Regions from separate parts of the Sus scrofa genome. Here region 2 is linked to region 1. A link is a contact called in public Hi-C data. All regions are on one chromosome and are shown on one strand. Each heading gives the region's core, a stretch centred on a gene start, on an enhancer-like site or on the middle of the called end of the contact. The rest is flanking DNA. Distances are from core to core; before and after follow the strand shown. Region 1 has its middle 18 kb from the start of DNAH7. Region 2 overlaps HECW2 (HECT, C2 and WW domain containing E3 ubiquitin protein ligase 2).

Evidence for each region. Hi-C and Micro-C count contacts between places; a contact is called where the count stands out from the background.
Region 2: a Hi-C map of fetal liver shows a contact between it and region 1, with 2.1 times the contacts expected there. The contact joins two enhancer-like sites. A contact is called at or near these places in 25 of 47 Hi-C or Micro-C datasets (alveolar macrophages, blood, brain and 14 more) and 2 of 2 datasets of contacts at active chromatin or transcription factors (alveolar macrophages and skeletal muscle).

What each region holds. Positions count from the first base shown.
Region 1 is chr15:100,004,420-100,007,119 of Sscrofa11.1, reverse strand. No RefSeq gene overlaps it. Among named protein-coding and RNA genes, the nearest start is that of DNAH7, 18 kb to the right of the region's middle. Within about 2 kb of position 1,284, at least 4 of the 83 cell types and tissues checked have an H3K27ac peak or open chromatin away from gene starts, as enhancers often do. A contact at or near this core is called in fetal liver, where this site is marked.
Region 2 is chr15:100,168,079-100,170,778 of Sscrofa11.1, reverse strand. It overlaps HECW2 (HECT, C2 and WW domain containing E3 ubiquitin protein ligase 2), which reads left to right. Exons shown (of 28, transcript NM_001198924.1): 14 at 1-56. Among named protein-coding and RNA genes, the nearest start is that of STK17B, 100 kb to the right of the region's middle. Within about 2 kb of position 1,273, at least 13 of the 83 cell types and tissues checked have an H3K27ac peak or open chromatin away from gene starts, as enhancers often do. A contact at or near this core is called in fetal liver, where this site is marked.

The DNA.
Region 1 (2,700 bases), core at 35-2,534:
TCCCGTGTTGCTGTGGCTCTGGCGAAGGCCGGTGGCTACAGCTCCGTTTAGACCCCCTAGCCTGGGAATCTCCATATGCTGCAGGAAGCGGCCCTAGAAAAGAAAAGGGAAAAGAAAAAAAAAAAAAAAAAAGCTTTGTCTGTACTAACTAAATTAATCATCCTATTGTTACTACTTCTAAATCCATTTTACAGATGAGCAAATTCAGCTACAACTGCCTCAGCTCACATAGCTTCCCATGTATATTTTCTCTGCTTGTATAAAAGCTGATAGCCTGTGGCTTTGCAACACTCTTCCAGAGATGGAAAGTAAATTCAGGTTCCTACCACAGAGAACCAGTAAGCATGCTTAAAAAAAATTTTTTTTAATTAAAGTATAGTTGATTTACAATGTTCTGTCAATTTCTGCTATACAGCAAATTCACCCAGTAAGGATGCTTTTTGTTGCAATTTCCACCATATCCAATGGGATTTAAATCTTAAGAAGTATATCTTCTCCCTAGACAGGAAGTTCAGAGGTAGGATGACAGGATGGGTTAATTCAGTGGCTCAGTCTTGTCAAGGTTCCTTTTATTAGGAAGGAAAGCCTATTACAAAGCCTCTAACAGTGTTTCTTTTTCTTTTCTTTCTTTATTTCTTCATCTTTTTTTTTTTTTTTAATGTGATCCTTACACCAATCACTGGTCAAGTGGACGGGCTGCTCATGAATCATCCCTAGGCCTGAGGCTAACTGCTGAGAGCACATTGCTGCCTGATCCCTGATTGAGGCCAGAGGTCTGTAGGCACAAGGAGATGAGAGGGAACCATGGGGCTCCCACCTGTGACACACCCCCCCACACAGTGCAGAAGGGAAGCTGTCTGACACATTTATGGCAAATAACTCCCCAGGTGAACCCCAGGTATGTCCTGACATGTGGAACTTACAGGCCCTGGGACCATTCATTGGCTGGTACTGTTGTGGCAGCGCATGAGGCGGGGGCGTGCTGTCCCCAAAGCCCAGCAGAGTGTCACTGGAAGTAGTGTCTGCCTCCCCCCTTATCAGTGTGATACACAGGGTCCATGCTGTAAACAGTTCTCGGCAACTTTGAAGATAACATTTTTTTCACAAGGAAGGAAGACATTCTTGTCATGGCCCAAACATGCACCTTTTCTGATAAGGACTTTTAATATTGACTGGAATTTTTTTGAAGTTACTTTCTACATCTTTCCCTAAATAACCTATTTCACCAAGAGTAAAGCACATGGCACCCGATTTATCTTCCCAGAGCAGAAGCAGAGCTGAGTCACTGACACAGGGATTCAAACCTTGACTTTTCGTGGTCTCAGGAGGCCGAGCCAGAGTGTGTGCTCAGATAGCCCAGTTCTCCTGCTCTCATGACATCGGCTCAGGTCAGAATCCGATTCGCATGTGTCAGAGTTAGTGAACAAACCGTACCTGCATCAACATGCCTGTTGCCATGGGACCATTTCCATGTTCATCTCTTAAGAAAAGTAGGATTGTTTAGCCTGGAGGCTCAATTGACTAGATGCACATATTGAAGCTGTGTTCTTTCTTACTGTCTGAACATCCAAACAAGGTTCAGAGTCACTTAATCAGTAACCAGACTGTCTGCTGGGGAGGACTTCTGCTCCAGTGGCCTAAACCATGCCTCGGGCACATCCAGAGACATGTGGGCTGGAAGTAGTTGACACAGTTGAAATATGAAAGGAGGCAAGTGTCAGGGGATGTTACCAACCTGGGTCCTTGGCATCGCCATTCAAGAGAAATGGATAAAAGGCTAGACGAGAAATTTAGGCAAGGCTTTGCTGGGACTCATACCATAATGCATAGCATGAGGAACGAGATCAAGTAACAGGTGCTCTTCCTTGCTCCATGAGGGGGCGAGAGCTGGTCTGTTAAGTGGGGTGAGGGTAGGGGCAGGCCCAGGGTCAGGCTGGATGGATGACTTAGGCAATTGGCCCACCCTTGATGGTGCCAGGTGCAGGAATTATGCCTAGTACCCTGCTTTTTTTCCCAGATACCTCAGAAGTGGCAGTTGGGTTTTTGGTCTTTTTGCATCTTGTTCATAATTTGCCCCAACTGTGCATGCATGTGGTTATTTTTATTCCCTTATAGTTTCTTTGTGTTCTGTTGCTTGAGGAGATGTTTGTCCAGAGGTAAGCACTGCAGCCTAGGGTCCCAAGTCCCAGTCTGCCTCAGGGCCACCTCTTGTCCTGACTGCAGCTTTTATCACCCAGTCCCTTTCCTGCACTGCCTTTTCTGCCTTTCTCCAGTGGGTCAAAATCCCAGAAGTGATTACCCCTTAGCAAGTTCAACAGTGCCCTTTGTACAAGTGGGGGTCCTCCTTGAAGTTTGAGCCAGAGTGTGTTTTTAAATATAAATACAACATTACAGAGAGTCCAGGGAGTCCTAATAACTCCTAATAAATGGTCTCGTGGATCTGCAGAGCCAAGGACAATGTTACATGGGGCAGTTTGAATTTGGGGAAGTATAAGAGCTTCTTGGCCCGTTGGGTTGCAAGAGTGCCCCTAGAGCCTCTGCCCTGGGCTGAGGAGCAGTGAGTGATGGTGCCAGGTGTTATCTACTTCAGAGTAGCCTTTATTCTCTTCATCACTTCTACAGGCCTCCACCAGGACTTGGCCAGAACTCTGGATGCTGGAATATCAAAGTCCTTTTGCATGTTGGTCATCCATGTGGAAA
Region 2 (2,700 bases), core at 24-2,523, 160 kb before region 1:
GTGCGCTGGTGCATCGACAGCATCTGACGAGGCAGCGCAGCCACAGTGCAGGCGAGGTGAGTCCCCAGCCTTGGTACCCACTTACCAGTAGATAGGTGTACCGAGGTGTGTGCAGTTGTGCTGCCTCTTTATTATTGCTTTGCTTTGTTTTTCTAGTTTGATTTAGAGCCTGTCATCTGGAGACTGGAAAATAGTAAAATGTTGACAGGGCTTTTCTGGCAACACATAGAGCCTAAATTATAAATTTTAAAAATAGGACAGATGAGGAAAGAATGAAGAAATTATAAAATATTTTTTAAAAAGCTCAGTGGATGGTGAGAGAGAATTCATAATGCAATAAAATGTTCAAGAGAGAGGAGGAGGAGGAGCCCTTTTGCATACCTAAGGGCAGCTTCGTAGGGAAAAATGAATGTAACTTTGATGGGGCTAAAATTAGGTTAAGGATAGGAATTTTCTAAAGTGAGGATTCCTGGATTAGATTAAAATATTCAGCCAAGGCTACGGGATTGTGATATCCTCATTAATACCCTTTAAAATTAGAATATATACGACAGTCGATTTATGTACTCTTAAGTGCCCAGAATAAATGAACAGCATTAAGAATTACTACAAACTGAACTGTACTCCACTTTGCTAGTTTGCACTGACCCATGGTAACCACATGAGGGCTCTCTAATAATCTAACCCCAAAAAAGAAAGAAAAAAGAAATAATCTCTTCCTGCTTCCTCTTTTTTTTAGCAGCTTAAATAAATAAAAGAGAAATGTTTTAGGTCAAATATTTTCTCCTTAGTACTGGCTTATGAATGTCATATATCATCACTTGATATACATTGTTTCTAAAACTTCCCTTAGACAAATAGAATTAAGATTTTTTTCCGGCATGCCTCTTGCACGTCTATGTGCATATCATATTTTCAGTATTATATCGTGGGTCAAATATTTTTGCAGCTTCTAGTAGAAGAAAAATTATGAAGCCAATAAATAACTGGATTCGGTTCATCAAAATTCCACTCTTGGAATTTCCCCTCATGATTTCCATACTTGCTCTGCTGCATCATGTGTGTTTGCTGGTTGTAAGAGCAGACACAAAGAGTACACAGGAGACGCTCATATAAAAATGATATATAAATGAATTGCAGGATGAGGTATGCACAAAAATATTTATGTTTTATGAGGAGCTAATAAATCTCTACCTGGCTGCCGTATAAACCATTGGTGGGAAATGGGATGATGCTGACAGCATTCATCTAGAAAGCAGAACAGACCTCTCACCTTTGGACCTTGTGCGTGATCTGTAGCATATTCGGGCCCTGCCTGGTTTTATCACACAGCCCAGTGCACTTTAGACGCTCGCCTTATCTCGACTTCCCAAGATGAAGTTGACTCTTCAGTCTGGTCAGGACTACGTGCATGAGATTAGTAACTATACGTTTTCTTTCAACTCCTCTGCCTCAGAACTTGAATTCTTTCCACAGTCTAGCCTTAGGGTTACTAAGGTCCACATTAAAATTTGAATGAAGATTTCTCTTCTATTGATGGAGACGGAGCAGTGGAACTGAGAGGACCCCATAAAGACTCAGCATTCAGCCCCAGCGTTTTACACCTTTGAGGGGAAGGGGCTTTCTGGCCCAGCCGTCAGAAATATGCACAACCTGCTGTGATGCACACATTTATCATGGCTTGCCCACTACTGCCTGGCAGTCGGGTTTGAAGAAGCGGGGTGTCAAGGAGGAGACCTTTGGCTGTTCTGTGAAATGATGGTACAGAGCAATATACTGACAGGAGGGAAAGTAGATGTTGGTAGATTGAAATGATAAGTTTGGTGACTGATAAACGAAGTGTAGTTAATGACTGGATCTCCTCAGAGAGGGGCTGACTTCATTCCTCAAGGCTGATAACTCTAGAGGAGCAGAGTGGGAAACTCCCAGTTATATACATGAGTCTTCTCAGCCACTCTTGTAGGCTCATTTAGCAGATATTCCAGGCGGTAGAAATTTTGGTATCTCTTCCGTCCCACAAATGAATTTCTACGTGTAGTATAGGTATGTGGTTGGTGTGAAGGATACAAATAAATATGTTCCTGTGTTCTTATTAGGGAGAGAATATATAAAACTAACCATAATCCAGATAAATCAAAATACAAGTGAAAGGGAGTTTCCTGGTGGCCTGTTGGTTAAGGATCCAGCATTGTCATTGCTATGGCTCGGGTTCGATCCCTGGCCTGGGAACTTCTGCATGCTGCAGGCGTGGCCAAAAAATACAAGTAAAAAACGCTTTATAAATTGTTAGTAATGATGGTTGCTTTAGAAATGTACCCTGAGACCTGGGGGAGCTCAGTGAAGGTGGCACCTAATGTCAGCTTGAAGGGAGGGGAAGGCTTCATGGAGAGGGGCCTATTTGAACTAACTTTGAAGAATAAGTGAGAACATTCTTGAAGGATAAATAAGCAGTGAAGGGTGGGATCCACATTTTCAGCTTTAGGGCCTTCAGAAAAAACCCCACTGAATGCCTAACTGATACAGTGTGGTAAACTGGTTGTAAGGGTTTGAAAGGGTGGAAGTAGAATCTCTATATTAAAGGTACCTTATTTATGGAGTTCCTGTTGTGGTTCAGAGGTAAGGAACCCGTCTTATCCATGAGCACACAGGTTTGATCCTTGGCCTCGCTCAGTGGGTTAAAGATCTGGCGACGCTGTGAGC